Linked DNA regions of Triticum aestivum: region 2 is linked to region 1. A link is a contact called in public Hi-C data. All regions are on one chromosome and are shown on one strand. The core of a region is the stretch at or near the end of the contact, and the rest is flanking DNA. Distances in the headings are between cores, read along the strand shown. Region 1 holds the start of LOC123144134 (succinate-semialdehyde dehydrogenase, mitochondrial). Region 2 holds the start of LOC123144135 (ribosomal RNA large subunit methyltransferase I).

Region 1 (5,368 bases), core at 1,862-4,361:
ATCAGTAATGTGAAGCACCTGCATTACCTTGGCATCACCTCCTGCTCCATCGACGAGATACCATCATCAGTCGGGAACCTCACACATCTAGAAACGCTAGATGTTCGGGGTACCTCTGTCACTAGACTTCCCAGGGAGTTCCGGAGGATTCCAACACTGCGACATGTGTTTGGATCCATCATCTTGCCCAGGCGAGTCGGCAACCTAGAGCAACTACAGACACTACAAGAAGTAAAGCCCGATGAAGATGGTGGTGTCTGGGATACAACAACCTTCGCCTGCATGAAGCATCTTCAGTCCTTGTACATTTGGAACCTCCCCGACAAAAATGCCCAGGCTGTCTTGGCAGCTATCTATGAAGTCAAGTACCTCGTGCTCCTAAGCATTGAAGGCAAGGTAATTTCCCTGGAGTTGTTCACTTTCTCCAACTTTACACGCCTTCAGGTGATGATTCTGAAAGGGAAGATCGAGCCACCATTAAACGACAGTAACCCGTTATACTTCCGGAAATTCTCAACTCTGACAAAGTTGTCTCTGAATAAGACCAAGGTGTCGCAATACTTCATCAACAAACTAAGTGTTGAGCTTCCTCTTCTTGCCTCTCTAGCTCTACTCCCCGAGTCCTACGAGGAGCGATGTCTTGCCTTCAAGGATGGGTTTCAGAGTCTCAAAGAACTAAAGCTAGACCTAGACATGTGTGTGGAGGAAATTGTGATAGAGGACCCAGCATGTCCATGTCTAGAGAAGTTGGAGATTACCAACTACTCAAAGGGTCTTCATCTCAAGGTCCGACACAATATTGAGAAAATAATCAAACACCAAGATTACTATCTCTATAAAAAGATGAAAATATGAAAGTACGCGACGTCGATGTGGTGTTTCATGAAGATCAAAGCTCCTACTGAAGATCAACCATGTGAGGTTCGTACTATGTGCAATGTTTGTATAACACGATGTATATATGTTTTATTCTGTGTGATTCATAAGCTCGGGAGTGTTACTTGTGTCAATTTTCTAAGCATTCGTGCATGCTCCTGAGAGCGAGATGATTGTTGTTTGTCCTATATCTCTGAGGATTAGACTTACTCAGCATTTCAAATATGTATTGACTATGTAAAATAAAGTGGCAGAAACCGATTGCTTATGCCAGAGTTAATAAAATGATTGAGCATGTTGTATGTATTGTGAGAATAAAAAGGGTAAGTATATTTGGAACGTGGCATGTTGATGTTACATTGTGATTGGTGACTTTGGTCTTTTGTGATTTTCCCGTTGTATTTAGCTTGATCTCACTCAAACGAAAGCTTAGTAAGTTATAGAGAAAAGGGGGGGGATAGCTAAATCTTATTCACGCTAGAACAAAAATGTTCTATGAACCTGCCTATTCTTAGAGTAAGAATTGACAAACAATTAACCTGGGAGCCCTTCCCCTCCAGCCAGAGCATGTGTAATGTTGCGCAAGAAAGGAAGCCATGTCACGACACTAAGTCCCATGACGAGATGCGACATTGTGAGTTTGGTTCTAGAGGACGAGCCCCCTTGATCATTGTCTGGTGGCCAATGGAACCAGTGTCATGACCTTGATCCAAAAGACAAGAAAATTCTCAAAGGCATGGTGTCACAATTACTTCATCAACCAACTAAGTAATGAGTTGCCCCTTCTTACCTATCTAGCTCTACTCCCTGAGTCCTATCAGGAGGCACGTCTTGACTTCATTTCTGGGTTTCATAGTCTCAAGGAACTGAATCTAGACGCGGACGTGAAGGAAATTATGGTAGCGGATGGAGCATGTCCTTGCCTAGTGCAAATGGAGATTTGTATGTGCTCTCGGCATCTTTGATCTCATCTCCCCACCTATTCAGGAAATAATAAACGTTCAAGATAAAAATCTCCATACTAAAATGAAAGAAACCAGCAACATGTTGTTTTCTGAAGATCATCCAATATATGCTAAAAATGAAAGAAACCAGCAATGTGCCATTTTTCGAAGATCATCCAAGCTCCTAATGAAGATCAACCGTGTGAAGTTCATACCATGTGCAATATCCATATAACACAATACATATAGTTTTTGTTCATGTGTGATGCATATAAGCTTTCAGAGTGTTACTTTGCGTCTATTCGATTTGTTAATTTTAACACCCACTCACGATCTAGTGTTACAGGATGAGTTCTTCCTCTCAGTGGTCTGAATCAGTGGCGATTACAAGAAGAGGTACAAGAATTTCGAGGAAGGAAGGATGAACTAGGCCTCACGCGGGAGGAACAAAGGGGAAAAGTGGTAGGTGGGTAGCCGCCCGAGCCGTGCCGCCGTGATCCTCTTGATGCCTCTGGTCTTGTCGTTGGATGCCTAAGTAGTCGAGCCCCTCGTCTGGATAGCATTGACCCTTTCCGGCCCACTGTAGCAGGAGTTGGCGCGGCCCGTGCGCCTGGGGCGCACGTTGGCACTGGTCACCGGGTCCTCTTTACCATGGGAGCTGGCTGGTGGCCCTGATATGTCAGGGAGGCTGTCAGTTAAAAACATTTGCCTCTGTATATATGCATGTGTGCACCTGAGAGAGAGATGATTGTTGTTTGGCCCATATCTCCGGCCACCATTTCAAATTTATGTATTGACCATGTAAATAAAGTGGCATAAACTGCTTGCTAATGCCCGAGTTATTAAGGGCATGTATAATGGTTGATAATGCCGTCTTATCTTATGTCCGCCACGTAATCTAGATAAGACAATAAAAAGTGATGTACAATAAGTTACTTTAGTCTGGTCTCCAAAACTAAATATCCTTAAATATGTGGTGAGACAATTGTTGCTAAAAAATCATCTCTTAATTAAGAAAAGACAAACATTTTCTTATGGTTTCTCTCACTTTACCTGAGCAATTATCTTATGTGACACTTCTAAGATATCACCATTGTAGATGCCCTAATAAAATTAATAAAATAATTGAGCATGTTCAGTCGAAATGGATTTCCTTGCTTGTCTGCATGGTGCTGCATAGAATGGTTTTAGGAGGGCAAAAAGGGCAAGTGCATTCTTTGTGATCTGGGGCGACCTGGCCGTCCGTGCGGTCCACGCCGGCCCGCGAATATTTGCCGACCTCGGGGCGAGAGGTTGCGAGGTCGCCATCGCACAACGTTCAAAATTTCCCCACCTCCGCACCAGCTCAGCAGGCCACGTGTAAAGCGCTCGTGTGAATAAGACACAGAGACCCGGCCACACCAGGTGCAGGTGTTCGTCACTCGTCGCTTCCTTCAGATGGCGATGGCGATGCGACGCGCGGCGGCGCTCGGCGCCCGCCACATCCTGGCCGCCTCCGTCTCCGCCTCCTCCCGCGTCGCCAGCCGCCGCCACGTACGCCATCTTTGCCCCCACCCCACTCGCCTGCGCCCCTTCATACCCCTCGCGCCCCCCGGCGGTGGTGCTCGGTGGGTCGTGTTTTTTCTGTTAATCGCTGGGTGGGTGCGCAGATGGGCAGCGTGGACGCGGGCGCGGCGATGGAGAAGATCCGGGCGGCGGGGCTGCTCAGGACGCGCGGCCTCATCGGCGGCAAATGGGTCGACGCCTACGACGGGAAGACCATCGAGGTACCGTTACTCCCTCCATCCATCCTTCGCGATGCCTGTTGATTGGCGCGGTTCGGATAGCGTTCGATTTCGAGGGGAAATCAGGGCTTATTGCGGCGCTCCAGTTGCTACTTAATGGAACGCGTGGGAGTTCGAAATTTTGTGCCGAATTTCTTAGTTCGTTCTGTTGAATTGCAATTTTGTTGGTGTAGCTATTAGTCGTGTGTTCTTAAGCTGTGAGCACATTCCCTCCCCACTGGGGCATTCCGGTGAGCAGTCTGTGTGCGACAGTGTCAGACTGCTTGGTGGAGTGGGCTAAACAGAATTGTGTGCTTCGTTGCAACATGTTTTGGTCAGTGGGGAGGTTTTATGCCGCACGACAGGTGAATCTGCCGAGGGGAGCACATAAACTAGGTTGTGTCACCGAGTGTTGACAGGCTGAAGATCCAGTGTTGAGACGGGAAAACTCAATACGGTTAGTGCTGCATCGATGAGCTCTGGCAATGTTGCTTGGACTTTTGACCCCATTCCTAGGACGTTAGCACCATTAAAATTTTCCTCTTGCCTGATATAGTTTGGAGCCATGAGTAATTCTTTAGTATGGTTTTGCCCTGTCTTAGCCACCGTACGCCTTGATAGCCATGAAAATAGTGCCGGAACTTAGCTGGTCTTGAGCCTTTTGAGTTTGCTCCTTAGGTTATTTCTGTAATGAGCGCTGAACAGTATGAGGAATTAATGAAATGTTGCTACTGCAACTCTACTCACTTTTTATATCTCAATTCTCTAATCTATGGTAAGTTGCTAATGTTGATTGTCAATCTTTGTCACTGGAATAACTTATTTTTCTTGTAGGTGCAAAATCCAGCAACTGGCGAGGTCCTAGCAAATGTAGCCTGCATGGGCAACAGAGAAACAGCTGATGCAATAACTTCTGCTAACACTACATTTTATAGTATGTCAAACACATTAGTGTATTCGCTTTTAATGCTTGAACACTGACCAAATAATGTTTTGTAAGTGCCAGTTAAACTGTCTTGACATGCTTATAATATTAATAATATATGCAAATTAAATTGCTTCCGTGTCTGCGGAAGATCAGCATTGGAACACCATGAATCAAGTGAACCCTTGCTCAGATGTCACTTACGTCTCCACAATCAACTAATATCTTCTGTGTATCAGAAAATGCTTTCATTCTGGCTTAGTTTTATTGCCATAAATAGTAATTTAATAAATCAAAATCAGAACTACTATACTGTCTCCATATTAGGTGAATGTGTGATGGTTGTTTTGTTTCTGGTAGAACAGAGGAGTTGTACTTCGTAGTAGACAGAGTACATCTTGTAGACTCCCAAAATCCTCTAGTTTTTTAGTACAAGCTCTGAAAGGCAGCAAGAGAATACATGATCAGCACTTAGGCAAAGAAAATTAGGAGAGACAGATTGGTCTCTAAAAGCTTATTTGGCTAAAGCATTGGCAACTTTGTTGTTTCGGAAATGCTCGTTTAAAAAAATATCTAATGCATGCCCTCTTTTGATGCAAACCTTATCTAAATCAAGTTTGATTATGATTTTCAATACCTAGTAGGATACTCATCTTCACCTCATAACAAAAATACGAGTCCTGCATGGAATTGTGCGTTTGCTGTTGTTGTTTGCCTTTGCTAAATATTTGTATGCCTAAGAATGTTTTTCTTGGCATATTTCATTATAGTTGCTTTTCCATTTACCACTCGTAATTTTCTTTGTTTGTTTATTACCCTTCCGTTTTTGTAGCTTGGAGCAAACTCACTGCAAGTGAAAG
Region 2 (5,368 bases), core at 1,908-4,407, 550 kb before region 1:
CATTGCTAGGTGTTTAGGATCTGTTCCCGTCGTGTTCCATATCTGCGTCGTTCCTGTGTAACTAGCTTGTTGCTGTGCTTCGATGCTTTCAATGAAATATGGTTACCAGTATGAGATAAATCCCTCTGAATTATTATTCTCTTTTTTCTGTGCTTGTCTTCACCCTCTGAATTACTGGCTATAGTTGGTCTGTCAGGCGTTCTGAATGCATGTTTTGAATGGACCTGGTTAAAATTGCGGCTGGTATTGGTGATTTCTGTCTGTGATGGTACCATTTTTATTTAAGAATGTGGTGGATTTGCATTAAAGCTTGTGACAAAAAAATCAACCGCAGAGCCTGTGAATGAGCAGTAATTTATTTGCAGTTTGGCGTGAATGCTGTGATTAAATCGTCTGACAACAGCCGTGACAAAAATATTGTTAGCTTCAAACCTCATCTCCTATAAGCCTACAAAGAGAAGCATGATACTCACTATTCTTTCGCAGTTTTGCTACAATTGTATTTTGTCTTATATTGTAAAGGGTAATTAGTTCTTAGATTGCGGTGGAAGTTGTTTATACTCTATTTTCAGAATACATCTTCATCTTGTGAAAATTTACTTAGCCTGAATATTAGGCTATGAATCCAAGATTGAGGTTGAAATATGGTCCGCTGTACTACTTCTGGTTTGTGCTTGCTGTTTACCATGTAAATTCATTGATGCAATTTATGAATATGGATCAACATCAAGGCCACAAAAATTGTTGAACCAACTGCGGTTCTTGTGAGTGAGTAGTTGGAATGTGTTTGCAGGAACTGCAATTCGTTCATTTGGGAATTGGGAGTGAACTGTGATCCGGAGTCTGAACTCTCATCATATATTCAATCAAACCTGATCAATCAAACCTGATCATTTCCCAGCACATCCGCGCTGCTATTTTGATCAATCATCTGCAAGAGATAAATCCCGTGATAGCATTTTAAGCAACATTGTATATCTAACTAGTTGATGATGCCTATGGGCTGCAGAGCTTTGAAAGATCGAAAGGTGGGTACGAAAAGGACCCACTGATTACTTTAGAGGCTATCATCTTCTTTGCTGCTTCTGCTGTTCTCTTCTCCACATGCTCTCCGCTCTTCACTACCTTGCTGTTTCCACGACAAGCATCTTGATTGAAAATGTAAGTTCTGCCATCATATCCACAGGAAGCTCTAGTCCCGTACACTAGCCCTGAGATCATCACCAGACCAGTCAATTTTGCTGTTGAATGTAAATATGAACCAAATCTGCAAGGACAATATTTAACCGAACTTAACATGAGCATTTGGATGTTGGAACAGTTCAAACATTACAGTGTGCTTGTCGAGGTACATGATCGACGCATCCTGAAACTTCTTCCTGACCTCAGCTAAGCTGTTGTTTAGCAGAGTTCATTGTAGTATACCACTCCACCATGGTAACTTTTCATGCATCATGGGGAATGCCGGATGGGTGCTGTGTTTGACACCATGAACTGTTGCAAGCTCGGATGTTACGCAAGTCCTGCCAGACATGAATAGGTGGCATGAACCATGGAATTAACCGAACCTCCTCTCTTCTGATCATTTCAACAATTCAATTTGAAGTAGCAAATCATCTTGCCACAGACCTGTATTGTCTAGGATATCTGGTTGACAACTGAAGGTAGACTTTGCTTGACGCTTTCCACACCAAGTGATCCAAGATTTGAGGTGAAATCATTTTGTCCAATGTCAATTGTGTACAGAGCAAAGCTACCAAGCACTCAGCAAGTCATATTTTTGTAAGTAGTGACCAGTAAGTATTCGCCGTTCAGTTTTTCAAAATATTCACTCTTCAGTTAATTATCAGCAATATATGCCTTCTCTTAGATGATCAATAAACTATTTAAAGTTTTTAATAAGTTGGATGCACGAGGGTAAAATGAGAAATTGGTGTTCCAAGCTTAAACAGATATGCAAATAGCCTCTAGATAAATGAAGAAAACCAGTCCACAATCATAACCGAGGCCAAGTTTAGGAAAGATCCCAGTAGAACCAGGCATGTAAAATGATTGCCTTAAGGGAACAATGATAACATGCATAAGAAAATGTTTCACATCACATGGAATATCAAAAGGACTGACCCAAGAGCCTAAGAAGGCCAACATAACCCGTTCTAGACTGTTTGTGATACTACACAGTAGTAGTGCAGCCATAAGTTAAATAAATTAGTGGCCTTGCTGCAGATCATTCTTCATCAATTTTTTTGGACCGAATCTTCATCGATTTAGTCATTCATTGGAAGAGTTCCGCCCTTCTTTACATACGTCACACAAACAGATCAGTATGTGTGCCATCTGGAGCCCATCCTCTCAAGGCTGTACATCATCCTGTAAGGAATGCAGTTTTGTGAAAAAACTTGTGCCAAAGAAAATTGCAGTATTGTGAAGTAAGAACATGGAAATGCGGACTTGTGATAGTTCGCACAAAACAAATGTAGATTTGTGACGTTTACTCAAAACCATGATGCTAGGTTGAGAACTTATCGTCTCAGGTTTATCATTGAATTTGGCAGACAATGTAACTTCTCTTTTCACACAACTACTGAGGTCACAAACTATGAACTGATACAAAAGAACATGTGTTAATGGATAGGACGCAGCTGTTCTGCACCCGAGCTCACATGAGCCCGTGTGAACAGTAAAATCCAAAAAAATGTTAAAAATATTAAATAAAATATGTTCTTTTCAAGAAACATTGATGTTTTTTCAACATGTGTGCAAATTTTGCTTGCTTTTTGGAGCATTGATTTTGTTTTTTTCCCCACACCTACACGAATGTGGTTTTGTTGCGAAATTTTGCATGCAAAATGTTGAAAAAACATCAATGTTTCGTGCCAAAAAAAATATTTTTTTTGAATTTTTAACCAATGCTAATGTTATATCCCAAAATTACTATAAAAGGACTTATATTTAGGATCGGAGGGAGTAGAACTGAAACTAAGCATCGCAGACCTTATCAAGCAAGAAATGCTCTAAATTAACCCTCAAAAAAAGAAATGCTCTAAATTAACCCTCAAAAAAAGAAATGCTCTAAATTACACAAAGGCCCAACTAGGCGGTGGCAGGTGATTTATTGAGTAGCAGCGATTCGAACGGGAGAGTTCCACTCTTCAGTGGCCTGGCCTCGATGAAGGCCCCACGTCGCAGTGACACAGATGCGCAACTTGAAGAGGAAATACCAATCCACAAGTCTCGGTTACCTTTGTGGCGAACGTCGGCAGCTATAGGCAGCGCCAACACGAGCTACGCGATGCTCCGCGCCTGCGGCGCCGCGGCTCCGGCGTCTGTGCCTGCCCTCGTCAGGGCGCGCCTCGCGAGGCCCGCCTCCGCCTCCGCCGTCGCCTCCTCCTCCGCCCTGGAAGAGCTCGCCGCCGACCGCAAAGGTCCACGCCCTTTACTCATCCCGCGCCCGCGCTCGCCTAGTCTCTGCCGGCATTCTGTCCAACGGCTTTACTGCCGTCCTCTCCCCCGCCGCGGCGCTCGTTTCTGCTCGTCCCGTGCAGCGAGGTTTGTGCTCGTCCCTTCTATCCTCCGCGTGGCGGCGAATGGGAGCGCCATGGCGACGAGCTGTTTGTTGAAACGACCAAGTGAACTGCGCATTTGTTTCCCGTGTTGCGTTTCGATCTGGTTATGGGTCGGCCGTTTGCCAATGCGTCCATTTCCTGAGCTTGGACGCTCATTGCTTGATACAGTTGTAGCGAGTGGTAAATAACTGTAAACGTTTGGTCGTTGTTTCATGGCCTGGTATGAGGACCTATATTGCTAACTTTACTTGCTCATAATCCTCCAAGCCAGAGGTTGTCAACTGTAGAAACGATGGTAACAACAGCTAGAAACGATGGTAGTTACAGTCTCCTAAAAACGGTTCATCCTTAGTTTAAATTAGTTTCACGAAATAGTGGCATGCATCACCACAAAGTGGATTGATGGACCTTGTCCAAAAAGCTGGCTAGATTTCATCGACAACGCTGAAATCGATTAATCAAGCATCTCCCATTCCGCTTGTTTGGGTTAGCATAGGTTATGGCCAGTAGGGACTTATTTCTTTCCTTCTCTCGAACCGAAGTATATACTAACATCCAAGCACCTTTTTTAGGTTTGGCGAGAGTGGTACTAAAGAAGGGCAAGACTCAGATATTCCGAGATGGGAGTCCAATGGTGTACAGTGGTGCTGTTGATAGAATAATTGGACGGCCTCCTCCGAAAACTGGTGATGTTGTTTTGGTAGCTGATGGGTCAGAGAAACCTATCGGGTGGGGTGTCTATAACTCCGTGTCTATGTTTTGTGTTCGGCTAATGCAACTAGAAGAAGAGGCAAAAAGGTGACACAATTGTTGAGGTTCTATGGTTATTGAAATTTTGAGAGCTTGTGCTGAATATCCCCTATTTTTGTTTTGCTCAGAGATCCAGCCTCTGCATTAAATATGGAAAGACTGCTCGAAGAAAGACTTTGTTCTGCGGTGGATTTACGGCGTAGTTTGGGTTTCCCCTCAACTAATACAAATGCTTACCGTCTCATCAATAGTGAAGGCGACAGGTATATACTGTTCTCCATTGCTATACTTCAGTTAGCAAAGAAACCACCTTGATATCCATCATTGAAAGGAGCATGGTTAGTTCAGCATTCAGAACCATTTTTTACTTCTAGTATATATGCGTCTCCAAATAGTTCAACTTTGTATCTTGATATCTTTGTATAAACAATAGATAGTTATATTGCCCTGTGTATTTTCGACATGTGCAGCATGGAATACTGATCTTGAGCATTGAATGACTTGTATTTTTCTATCTCTCCGGAACCTTGCCTGTTGTATCATTCTTGTATTCATGCATAGTAGTGAAACTATCAATATTCAATGTTTTGAAATGCAGATTATCTGGTCTGATAGTGGATATATTTGCTGATGTTGCTGTGATTGCTTCATCTGCTGCTTGGGTTGAGAAATATAGGCAACAAATCCAGTCCCTTGTTAGCAAAGTTAGTGATGTTAAACATATAAAGTGGAGGTCATCAACTGATATTCTAAAAGAAGAAGGATTAGATATGTCAGAACAAAAAGAACCTGCACCCTCTTCATACTCTGGAACTGTGAAGGTGAGCCTGCTGACTTAAATGTTTTTAAAGGAAGTTAGGAAGTTTGATTCTAAAATTTTACAAATTATGGTTCAATGTATCTATTTTTAGCAAGTCACGGTAATACGGTTCAGCATAAAAAAAAAATGCGAGGAGGTTTAGCTTCAATTCGAGTACATTTTTGCCTTTGCCATATTCTTTTTGAACTGGGTTTGTCATACTCAATTAATATAGCAAGTTAGCAACTACAGC

Evidence for each region. A called contact is a pair of places that touch in the nucleus more often than the background predicts.
Region 2: a Hi-C map of leaf shows a contact between it and region 1, with 9 times the contacts expected there. The contact joins the promoter of LOC123144135 here to the promoter of LOC123144134 in region 1. A contact is called at or near these places in 3 of 5 Hi-C or Micro-C datasets (leaf and an unstated tissue).

What each region holds. Positions count from the first base shown.
Region 1 is chr6D:137,120,521-137,125,888 of IWGSC CS RefSeq v2.1, reverse strand. LOC123144134 (succinate-semialdehyde dehydrogenase, mitochondrial) reads left to right here and starts at 3,111. Exons shown (of 20, transcript XM_044563168.1): 1 at 3,111-3,353; 2 at 3,470-3,586; 3 at 4,418-4,517; 4 at 5,341-5,368. The coding sequence starts at 3,258. It overlaps LOC123141352 (putative disease resistance RPP13-like protein 3), which reads left to right. Exons shown (of 3, transcript XM_044560524.1): 3 at 1-1,173. The coding sequence ends at 855.
Region 2 is chr6D:137,669,832-137,675,199 of IWGSC CS RefSeq v2.1, reverse strand. It overlaps LOC123144135 (ribosomal RNA large subunit methyltransferase I), which reads left to right and starts at 3,157. Exons shown (of 8, transcript XM_044563169.1): 1 at 3,157-3,425; 2 at 4,139-4,364; 3 at 4,445-4,579; 4 at 4,915-5,137. The coding sequence starts at 3,170. It overlaps LOC123144137 (histone H3.2), which reads left to right. Exons shown (of 1, transcript XM_044563172.1): 1 at 1-111.